Regions from separate parts of the Mus musculus genome. Here region 1 is linked to region 2. A link is a contact called in public promoter capture Hi-C data. All regions are on one chromosome and are shown on one strand. Each heading gives the region's core, a stretch centred on a gene start, on an enhancer-like site or on the middle of the called end of the contact. The rest is flanking DNA. Distances are from core to core; before and after follow the strand shown. Region 1 overlaps Mok (MOK protein kinase). Region 2 holds the start of 1700001K19Rik (RIKEN cDNA 1700001K19 gene).

The links. Promoter capture Hi-C pulls out the DNA fragments that hold promoters and counts their contacts.
Region 1: a promoter capture Hi-C map of neural stem cells shows a contact between it and region 2. The contact joins the enhancer-like site here to the promoter of 1700001K19Rik in region 2. A contact is called at or near these places in 3 of 39 promoter capture datasets (frontonasal cranial neural crest, macrophages and neural stem cells), 1 of 484 Hi-C or Micro-C datasets (muscle stem cells), 3 of 115 datasets of contacts at active chromatin or transcription factors (embryonic stem cells, pancreatic cancer cells and stem cell-derived neural progenitor cells) and 3 of 9 other capture datasets (adipose tissue, liver and pancreatic islet).

The regions. Positions count from the first base shown.
Region 1 is chr12:110,802,808-110,808,330 of GRCm38.p6, forward strand. It overlaps Mok (MOK protein kinase), which reads right to left. Exons shown (of 12, transcript NM_011973.2): 11 at 5,398-5,523; 12 at 4,991-5,314. The coding sequence ends at 5,234. It also overlaps a transcript of Wdr20 not described here. Among named protein-coding and RNA genes, the nearest start is that of Mok, 35 kb to the right of the region's middle. Within about 2 kb of position 1,679, at least 23 of the 459 cell types and tissues checked have an H3K27ac peak or open chromatin away from gene starts, as enhancers often do. A contact at or near this core is called in neural stem cells, where this site is marked.
Region 2 is chr12:110,678,882-110,685,103 of GRCm38.p6, forward strand. It overlaps 1700001K19Rik (RIKEN cDNA 1700001K19 gene), which reads right to left and starts at 3,738. Exons shown (of 6, transcript NM_025488.2): 1 at 3,690-3,738.

The sequences.
Region 1 (5,523 bases), core at 429-2,928, 120 kb after region 2:
GCTCTGCTGCTGTAACCGTCACATTCCTAAGAACTGAGCAGCAGGCTCTGATGTGACTGAGTGTACACAGCCCAGGAGTGAGTGAGTGCCCTTGGCTCTGAGGGTGCTTAGGCTCTGTGCTAGCCAGTGTGGGTAGCTGCTCCTCCCGTTACCCATCCTAGCTGCAGGAATCACCACCAGGGCCTGGTCTCCTTTTCTGCAGCGCCTATCTACTGGCCAAACTAACTCTTGGGGTGCTGCACAAGAAAGCAGGTGCACCCCAGGAGAAGATGCCTTTCTAAAAGTGCCACTAGACTGCCCTTGGAGGACTACCTGGCTCTGACCCTGTCCTCAGCTACATTGCCTGAGCCACACCCTCTCCCAAAGGCTCTGATAGTCTCCAGTAAACACCTTCTCCACCTTCCTTCTAGCAGCTGTTGAGGCAAAATCTCGATCCAGGCACAGTACAATGCTCTGAGAATTAGCTAGGTGAACAGAGAGTGTGTTAAAGCCTGGCTTCCAGCCCTTGGAAAGGATGCTGGCTGGCAAGGGTGAGCTCCAGGGCTCTCTGCACTGCCCTGTGTCTTGCTGGAATAATGGAAACTGCTTTGTTCACAGGGCTTGTTGTCATCCCCAAACCAGGCCACTTCTCCAGGTGGGACTGTAGTGTAGCAGGTGCACTGCTGCTCCCAGGCTCCCCGGACACGCGTGGACCGAGGGAGTGACAGACGACAACGGAGCCATGAGCTGCGCTGGAGCCACAGGCAGGCGGCAGGCAGCAGCGGCCTGCAGGGCTGTGTGGAGCTGCTAAACCCAAAGAGTTGTTTCCATTTTTAAGTCAGTCTGTTGGGGCTGCAGTAAAAACTGAGAAATGGAGTTTTCTTGCTTTTTACTCTAAAATTCAATGTAACTAAATCCATATATATATATATATATATATATATATATATATATATATATATACACACACATATATACATAGTGTAAAGTAAAATGTTTCTTGAACAGAAACCTTAAATCAAGCTGTTCTAAATAGCACTTGGCTCTGGTTTTGCACTGATGTGTGTTATACGTTAGGTGGTCATTAGACAGCCTGGGATGCACTCATGGAGACAGCTGTCACCTCCAACTTAAACACGTGCTGCAGACAGACAGATGCTGCAATCATAGACTTAAAACATTGTTTGCACTTAAATAGTTTAATGCTAATAGAAATGACTTTGACTATGGGGTAACGGGCTCCCGGCCTCACGATACGAGAGGAGATGCCCTTTTTATCTGTTAACATTTATTTTAGTACTGTTGTTTCCGATGCAATCAAGTCTGTATTATATGTGTAAATAATGTAATTCTGAAATGGGGGTAAATAGTCACTCCCACTAGTAATTTTCATCATTTAAGAGTGATATTTCTAATTCACAAAAACATTAATATTAAAATTATCTTGAATATACTATTTGTTTATCCTTTTTTAAACTTAAATTGTATAGATCTTTTTGTTTTGGCCTCATTTCTTGGTTGGTATTGAAGTACTTCATTTTTTTGTGTATCACAGTCCTTGATCCTCCTGTCAGTCTGTTAAAAACGCGTCTTGTCGGAGAAGTCTTGGCTCTGGGCCAAGTCCACACACTATGGGGCTGCCCGGCATGGGGACTTTGGTGTAGGCACATGACCTTTTCTCATGGCTTAGAGTCCCCCTGCTGTCCTTGAAAGCTGAAACCACATACTGTGCGTTTCCACAGCCTCTGCCGCAGCACAGAACAGAGTTAGCTCGGACATCAGTCACATGGGGCTTCCGGAGGGTTGGCATCTGCTGGCATGTGTCTGCCTGCTCTGGTTGAATTCCTCGCTCACCTGGAGCTGCTGCCGGTGATAGAGACAATGCCCGGGTTTCCAAGCTGGGGGGGGGGGGGGCTTCCACAGCTTTTAAAGAATCATACACAGCGGGTTCCATGTAGGCTTTATGTGGGTGAGAGTAAGCCACAAGGTATCAAAACATTTCTCCAAATGAGCCCATTAAACTGGGGCCGTGGAAGGAAGGAGTGTGGGCTCTAGCTAGGCCGGATGAATTTGCCACAGGATGATGCTACTGCACAGTTCACAAAGCAAAGCCCAAGTTTGTCTTCATTCACCGTAGGTTCCTGGCTCCCAGGCTGGGGAAGCCGCTTCCTTCTGCTGCTGCCTGCAAGGCCCCTAGCCCTGCCTCCATCTTGGGAAGGTGCAGCATAGGACGCCAAGACTCACTTTCTTCTTTCCTGTTTGTTCTGTTGTGTTCTGTTTTGACAGGCCTTGGCTAGCCTGGAACTCACAGTGTAGCTTAGATTACTTCAAAATGAAAGCAGTCATGCTCCCTCGGCCATCCAAGTCTCAGTGCGTGGATTTCAGGCATACACCACCGTGCCTCATTCAAGAGGCACACTGCGTAGGGAGTTAGAACACTCGAGGGAGCTCTTTCCTCCTTTCCTACCATGCAGGTTCTGGTGATCAAGGTAGGTCATGAGGGTCGGTGGCATTGAGCCTGCTCACTATGTAAGTACAATTTATGAATCACATGCTCAGATCATATTAGAAGAAAGTGTTGGCACATTTTACAGTTTGGTGTTCCTGTCATCTTGGAACACTGATCTATCACACAGAGAAACTCAGCCCTATGAGTCCAAAACACCCACAAGAAAGTGATTAGGAACTGCCCTCGAAACCCAAGCCTGCAGCACAGAGCCTGGTGACCTCCCAGAGTGGCTCCCTCCTCGATGCCCCCATCTATAGGAAGTGACAGGAGGACACCAGGTGGACACCAGGGCAGCAAGTATTTGTGGGAAACTTGAGCCCCATTTGACGAGATGCTCAGTTGTACCCCACGGCTCTTGCTGACAACTCGGGGCCAACCTCCACCAGTCTGTGTCACAGGTCTGTGTTTGACCAGATGTGTCCCAGTTTACCTTAGATGACTCTGTGCCTGTAACAATCTTCTGGCTCTGTTTCTAAGATTAGTCCCTAGCCCCGAGGTCTAAGATGTCTTCCATATGGTTCTATAGCTGCCCTAACACCAGGGACACCCAGCATACAGCAGGTCCTGGAGCCATAGGAAGTAACAACAGCTCACTTACCTGGTACTGTAAGAGATGACAGATGCCACTCTGAAGTCTGAGGTAGAGGGAATGCTGCACCCTAGTGTCTACAGTCATGTTAGATACACGTCAGAGAATGGTGAGGCTTGTTGGCCTTTCCATTCAGAATGCTATGGTGACGATTCACAGAAGCTGCTGTGCTGGGCAGGTGTGCCAGACGCACAGGAGGCCGAGAAAGCCGAGAGGCTTGCTTTCCTCTCAGATCCTTGCAGCAGCCTTTCCAGGGGCAGGTACCCTAACCCTGTCCCCAGGCTCAGTCCAGCTTGCCAGCCACGCAGGTCCTCCTTTGGGCCGTTCTGTCAGGCCTGCTCTGCTAGCTCTCATCGTTGGGCCCTTTCTGTGCTGGCCTGCCTGTGAGCCTGGTTAATACTACTGGACTGAGACTCCTAAAACCAACAGCAAAGGCAGGACAGCCCTTCTCTGCAGACACTCTCCTCCATGCCAGGGTACACAAGACTGTCACATAAATGTAGAAGAGACCCTCCAGGCCCTGGCTCTGCCCATTCTAAGCCCCATCTCCAGTCTCAAGCCTGCCTGTGCTGGACACCCATACCCACAATGTTCCACGCCCATACTGCCCTCTGCTGTCCCACATTGTCCTGTGGTGTCACTGCCCCAACCCCCCCACCTGCCTGGTGGCCTGAAGCTTGGGTCAGTAGAGTCCTTAAGGAAGGGATCAGATTGAGACTCAATACTTCCCTGTGAAGTTTTGCTTTTTAAATGGTATAAATTTGAAAAGATAGAAAAGAAAAAAAGCATACTCAATTCCTTTGTTCCCCAGGACTGAGCAGAGGCTAGGCTACTGCTAAGACTGCTTACCCAGAGTGCATGGGGCCCCGGATTCCACATGGCAAAAGCAAAAACAAGCCCTAAGGAGCTTAGGGGGATCTTGTGCTCAAGTCCAGCTGTCTGATGGCTGCTTTTGCCCTGAGTCCACTCAGTGCTGTTTTTATAGTGTTTCCATCCCTTCCCTGTAGTAAAACAGGCAGGAGGAGAACACACACTGTGTGCTAGAGTGCACCCATGCGCATGTGCAGGAGTCCCAGGAGGACACCTAGTGTGCCATTAACTGTTTTCTGAGTCATTGATTCCCACGGGATAATCTCACTGAATCTGGAGCTTGCTGGGTTTTGGTTCAGCACGCTTTAGGGGCCAGAAAGCCCCCAGAGACCCTCCTGTCTTTCCCATTCTGTACTGTTCCCTTCCCCAGTGATGGGGTTATAGGGATGTTACACGGACTCTATGGAACCTGATTCAGGTCCTCAGATGCAGCAAGCATCTTACCTGCACACTATCTCCCTAGCCCAGTGTCTTTTTCCAGGGCACAAGGTGCCCCAACTTTCCTACTTGCTCCAAGCAACACTGGCAATCCAGTCAACTTGGTGGACATCCCTAAAGGAGCCTAGGCATTGGCAGCCAAGACAATGTGGCCACTTGAAGCTGGCACTCGGAGATCAGCCTGCCCATCTGCAGCTCAGGAAAGCAAACACAAAGGTGTGGCTCAACATATCTAAGTGAAGAATGTTTGGATGAGACACTGTGACAGTGCCTTATTCAGTGGGATTCTGTCTCCAACAGCATTCCTAGGAGGTACCACAGTCACAACACCTACAATACCTGCCAGTCCTGTCAGGAAACACTGAGGTACAACATGCACAACCGCCTCTCAACTAAGCCTACGTCCCTCATCACAGATTTTGGTCTATCTTTTATTTCTCTTTTTGAGGCAGGGATACTCACTGTATAGCCCAGGCCTCCTCCTCCTCTGCCTCCTGAGTGCTAGAATTACAGGCACGAGCTAGCTGCCATGCCCCATCATATCTGTTCTTTCATAGAAAGTCACCTCAGATCCTTACATTAAGAAAATGAAACAAACCCTTGCATAAGGTGGTTTTACAAATATATTAAACGGAAACATTCAGTGCAGCCGCTCTGGAGCTGCAAACACGCAAGGCTCCAGCTTGTGGAGAGAGACAGGCTGCAAGGCAGCATGTCCTGGCCACCACGCAGTGCGAGGAGCACCAGCATGGGGCAGCCTCTGGCCCATCCACTCTCAGCCGCAGAGGCCTACGCCTGCCATGGTGCCAGCCCTTGCTCTCCAAGAGGACGACTGGGTGGCGGGCCGTTCAGTATTCGCCCCCTTTCCTGTTGATCGTGGGCAGGTGATAGTGTTTCAGGTGAGGTTTGATGTCCTTCTGCGTGTCTGTCTGGTGAAGAAGAACCACAGACACTGAGTGGAGGCCAAGGCCAGACTGAGAGCAGCCCCACAGAGAAGCTAGAGACGTACTACCTTCTTGTTCACAGCAGCACACTTCAGGGGTCTCAGCACAGGGACTTTTCCATTTGCTCCAGTGCCCAGCACTGACCGCAGTGCAGGGCTGGAACATGATGACAGTTTGGTCATTCCCGACAGCCT
Region 2 (6,222 bases), core at 2,488-4,987:
CATCCATCCGTCCGACACACGCAGCAGCATCCTCCTCCTGGATTTCCTTGAATTGTGACTGCATTGTCCACAGGCCTGTCCTCAAAGCCAGTCATAGCTCTGATGAACAGTCAGTGTACAATATCATGTTTGCTGGTTATGACTGCCATGGGCTCCACAGAGAACTCAAACCCAGTATATCCCAAGTCACCTGTCTTGTCTCCCAAATGTGCACCTCCATTCACACACAGCATCTCCTACTGCTAGAGTGCTCCCTCACACCAAGGAGGGACTCATATTTATTTCATTTATATGAGTACACTGTAGCTGTCTTCAGACACACCAGAAGAGGGTGTCCGATCCCATTACAGATGGTTGTGTGCCACCATGTGGTGGCTGGGAATTGAACTCAGGACCTCTGGAAGAGCAAGCAGCCAGTGCTTATAACCAATGAGCCATCTCTCCAGCCCTGTATTTATCTTTTTGAGACAGGGTTTCTCTGTGTAAACCTGGCTGTCCTGGTACTCACTCTGTAGACTAGTATTGTGGATTGTCTGTTTTTCCTGCCCCCTCAAAGAGGTGCATGTACGAAGGTGAGGTCAGCTGAAATCTTATTAGTCAGATAAGGCTAGACCTGTGATTGGGCAGTGAAAAAAGAAGGTAGAACTGAAAGTTTTAGAGAAGGGACACAGAGAGAGACAGAGACAGAGAGAGACATGGGTGGGAGGCAGAAACAGGAGAGACAAGACGGTACCTAAAGGAGAGGGTGACCAGCTAGAACCACGTGCCACGTGGTCCTAGGAGCCATAAGTAACTGGGGATTGCTTTGATAGACAATTGAGTAATGTAGGGCACATCTGTCCAATCTAGGTGTGCAGCTTGTATCTATATCAATTGAGTTACGAGTTCTTTGTATGGGCATTTTGGAGGTCGAGAATTTACTGTTATAAATCTGGATGGTAAATTATCAGCCTCTGTAGGCACATGGGAAGTCACAGGGGGCAGCAGGCCTTGGGAACCAGGGCATACCACCGTTTTGGGACTCCCCATGGAGGTGGGGAGACCTGCCAGCACATAGCTGGCTATAGCGTGGATTGTTTTATACAACTACACATTATAGACTAGGCTGGCTTCAAACTGAGAGATCTGTAGTGCCTCCCCAGTGCTGGGATTAAACGTGTGTGCCATCACCACCTAGCAGGAAAAAAAAAAAGCTTTAAAAAAGAAAAGAAAGGCTGGGTGTGGTGGCGCATGCCTTAAATCCCAACATTCGGGAGGCAGAGGCAGGCAGATTTCTGAGTTCAAGGCCAGCCTGGTCTACAAAGTGAGTTCCAGGACAGCCAGGGCTATACAGAGAAACCCTGTCTCGGAAAAACAAAAACAAAAACAAACAAACAAAAAGAAAAAAGAAAAGAAGAGAAAAGAAAAGAACAGAACAGAACAGAAAAGAAAAGAAAAGAAAAGAAAAGAAAAGAAAAGAAAAGAAAAGAAAAGGGCTGGAGAGATGGTTCAGTGGTTAAGAGCACCGACTACTCTTCCGAAGGTCCTGAGTTCAAATCCCAGCAACCACATGGTGGCTCACAAACATCTGTAATAAGATCTGACGCCCTCTTCTGGTGCATCTGAAGACAGCTACAGTGTACTACATATAATAAATAAATAAATCTTTTAAAAAGAAAAGAAAAGAGAAAAGAAAAGAGAAAAGAAAAGAAAAGAAAAGAAAGAAAAGAAAAGAGAAAAGAGGGCTGGAGAGATAGATGGCTTAGCGGTTAAGAGCACTGACTGCTCTTCCAAAGGTCCTGAGTTCAAATCCCAGAAACCACATGGTGGTTCACAACCATCCATAATGAGATCTGACTCTCTCTTCTGGAGTGTCTGAAGACAGCTACAGTGTACTTACATATAATGAATAAATCTTTTTAAAAGAAAAGAAAAGAGAAAAGAAAAAAAAGAATCTTGGGGTTAGCCCCACAGCTGCAAGCTGGGTGGATCACCTCAGTCACTGGGGATTCATTTAAGCATTGGACACCTTCCTGAGAAAAGAGGGAGAGGAGAGTTGCTGGAGGGGTGGCGCAGGGGTGAGGAGTGGCTGCTCTCCCCGAGGACCCAGGTTCAATTCCCAGCACCCACAGGGCAGCTCACAACCATCTGTCCAGTTCCCATCTGACTCCCTCTTCTAGCCTCAGCAGGCACTGCACTCACATGATACACAGACAGACAGACAGACAGACAGACAGACAGACACTCAGACTTAAACAAAAAATAAAATAAAACAAAACAAAAAACCCTTCCTTGACAAATTTTTCTAGTGAATCTTTTTTTCAGGGAGCACAGATTATTATAACACCTCAGTAAAGAGCTACTAACTAGCGAACAAACTCAATGCAAACGATAAAAATGAGATGTCTGTCAACAAGGCAGCCGCAGGAACAGGCTGCGAGTGTTCCCAGGGGCCCCTCCCTTCTTGAGGAGGGCAGAGGGCAGCTGTTGCTTAGCCTGGTGATGTCATCTTTCACCCCCACCCCACCCCCAAACCCTGTCACAACCCCTGGGGCTGTGTCCAGAAAGACAAGCTGGAAACCTGGCTGCAGTCCCAGAAAGTGGGAGTGAATCTCGGGGCGCAATCTCCTGGGAGAAAGGTGGGCTTAGCCCAAAGAGGGATCAGAGCTCACATAGAGTGGCTTCCTCCGGCTGGAGAGATGGCCCAGTGGATAAGAGCACTGGCTGCTCTTCCAGGGGTCCTGAGTTCAATTCCCATGGTGGCTCACAACCATCTGTAATGGGATCTGATGCCCTCTTCTGCTGTGTCTGAAGACAGCTACAGTGTACTCATATAAATGAAAATAAATAAATCTTAAAAATAAAAATAAAAATGGCTTCCTCGCAGAGGAACTCAGCAAGTGCAAGGCAGACTTTGGTAAGGCTGCAAATGGGGCTTCAGTTCTGATTCCAAGTCAGTTTTGTCTAGAGGAAACTTCAAGTAAAAATAGTATTTTATTTTAGACTCCCCACCCCCACCCTGCCATGGCTTTGCATGTAGATGCTAATCCATCACGTTAATTCCAAGGTGCCCCAGAATTCTCCTATGGGTTCAAGGGGGAGGAGAGGGGTGCTCAGCTCTGGGCAGAGCCCCTGCTCTCTCAAAGCTGCTCAGCATTATGCATCGCCTGGCCCTTCTCAAACCCCAGTCTTCATGCTCAGGGCAAATGAGGAACCAACCCCTGTCATCTACCCACTTCACAACGAGGTTCCCTGAAACAGCAGAGCCCTGGAGAAGGCAGGAGGGCAGGGATACCTACTCCAAGGGGGTCACATCTTCATTGTCAAAGAATGACCTCCTCTTATCAGGGACCTTACACACACACACACACACACACACACACACACACACACACACACCCTATCCTGTCCTTTACAAGTGCCCTGTGGGGACAGTGGCTTCGGAGGTACATACCTGGTGGAACACATGTGACCACATCTGTTCAGAGATCCAAACCAGACCACACTTATTCTGTCCCCAAGAAAGTCGGCTCAAATTTAGGTGGTATAAATGACGAGGAGCCCCTAACAGTAGCTGGAGAGGGGCCACTGAGTTAGGGCTCTGTGAACCTGGTGAGGCAGCTAGAGCAATCCTGGGGCTAATGGTTATTTAAAGCTCATTGGCTCCAGGCTTCTGGTTTGGAGGACAAGGACTGCCATTCTAGACTTACCTCCTGGGTAGCATGTTCATTTTGGTCCCCAGGGAATCACTTGTGAGACAAGAAGGGAGGAGGCAGGTATCCTGTGCTTTAGGCCTGCATGATGTCACAGGTATCTCCATGGCAACCCAGTGTGACTGCTCCTGGGGCTGTGACTGGGAAGAGATCCACGTGTGCACTCCGGACCATAGGCCCTAAACCACAGTTCCCAGTTCCCCCCCTCAGTTCCCTGTGCCCCGAGTTCTGCTGCCTGCCTGCTTCACACAGCATGGGTAGTTGTCCCTATCCTGTGCATACAGGCCTGATCCTCAACAGCCACGGGGCTCCTCAAAGCCTTTCCTTCCTTGGGTGCAAGGCACTCTGCTGGGGTGCACTTAAGACCAGAGAGGCCACCAAGACTTCGAGGACTGTCTTGTGCCTTAGGATAGCTTCCAAATTCTCATTCTGGCCACACAGCCGGTTTTGTCCCACCCTGCCACCTAGTTCCTCTTATAGTCAGGTCACTAGGCCATCTCCCCTTCCAGTTGCCCACAGCTCTTCCTTCTGTGGGACACTAGGGTTAAAGGAGCCAAGCCGTCCCCTCTGCCATCTGTGCAGAGCTGTTTGCGTGTCATTATCTGGTTCCTCTTCTGCCATTCCCTAGCTGCCCTGGGGACTTTGAATCCCAATTTCTGAGCCAACTTGAACTCCCAAGACCCTCAAGCTATGGATGAGAAAGAGCGTCCCTTGGTCACCTGTGCCTTTAAAGGTGGTTCCCAGTCCCTGTGTATGCATGAGGACAGAGAAGCATTAAGGAAAAGGGAACAAGATGAGGGAATAATTCAGTAACAGGCAATGGGTTGGGAGCCTGGGGGAGTTTCTTGTCTCACTGACCCTTTGGTACCTCCGAAATACACAAATGGAAAGCCACACAGAGAAATCGTGCACACGTGGAGCCCAGTGCAAGACTCAAGGAAGGAAGCCATGTGTGGTGGCCATCCCAGGCAGGACTCAGAAGGTAGAGGCAGGAAGAGTCAAGGCCATCCTTGGCTACTTGGTAAGTTCAAGGCCAGCCTGGGCTACATGAGACCCCATCTCCACAACAAACACCTAAGGAAGTAAGAGTGGATTATTAAGGGACATAAAAGATCCCTTGAGAAACTGTATCTCTAAGCAAGAAGCTGGGACACCTGCAGCCAGTCATACCCAATCTGAGAGCCAAGACCAGCTGCAGACCAGCTGCAGTGGGCAGACACCCCTCAGGCCACATTCCAACATACTCAGAGGGCACAACCTACTGGTATTGGGTATTCTTTCTGTTTTTCCTTTATCCTTTTTTTTTTTTTTTTTTTTTTTTTTAAAGATTTATTTATTGATTATTGTAAGTACACTGTAGCTGTCTTCAGACACTCCAGAAGAGGGAGTCAGATCTCATTACGGATGGTTGTGAGCCACCATGTGGTTGCTGGGATTTGAACTCTGGACCTTCGGAAGAGCAGTCGGGTGCTCTTACCCACTGAGCCATCTCGCCAGCCCCTTTTTTTTTTTTTAAGACTAGTCTTTCAAAAGTTATTTTAAGTGTTATGAGTGTCTTGCCCATGTGCCTGCCACTGGATGCCAGAAGAGGGTGTCAGATTCTCTGCAAGTGGGGTAAGATGGTTATAAGCCACCAGATGGATGCTGGGTACTGAACCTGTGTCTTCTGCAAGAACAGCACGTGGTCCTAACTGCTCAGCCATCTCTCCAGCCCTGTCTTTTATTCTTTTTATGCTAGAAATCTATGGCCCAGGACTGCAGAGGAAAGGCGGAAGAGTGCTTCAACCCTGGATACCTCAGATGAGGATAGCAGGAGTTAGTTACACACACACACACACACACACACACACACACACACACACACGCTTCCAACCTGACACCATGAAGCCAGCTGTCCCACCATCAACCCTAGTAGGAATTTAGTACTTTTGTTTGACCCTATAAGGCTCCCTCCTCCCCTGAGTCTTCCAACACTCCTTCCCTGGCCAATGATAATTGGCAGTCACACCAACCTTGTCCCAGTAACCCTGGCACCTCCCGGGGGCATAAATACCCCTCTCCCCACACCAATAAACCCAAAGCTGTTCCTGTGTTGTGTGTGTGTCCCTTGCCCTTGAACTCACCACTGACCCAAAAATTCTACCTGCACTCACTCGCCCCAGCTAATCTCTCCCTCCAGTCCAGGCGGGTGAGTGAGGGGCCTGACACTCCCAGAGTGGGAGAAGCAGATATGGGACGGGACGGCAGAGATCCAATTAGCACCTTACAAAGGCCACACACAAGCTCTACCGTTGAGTGGCACACCTGGCTGCCTTACACATCCCTTCTCTTTTTTCTGCATCTTTCATTTATTCTTTGACAACTGCGTCTGTGTATACAACACATTTTGATCTTATCCACTTCGACTCTTCCCTCCTGATGTCCCTCAACATGTCCCCCTCCCGCTCTTGTGACTTCGTCTTTGGCAACCCACCGAGTTTACCTAGTATTGCTGGCTGGAACATTAGCTGGCCTTCTTGGCTTGGTTGTC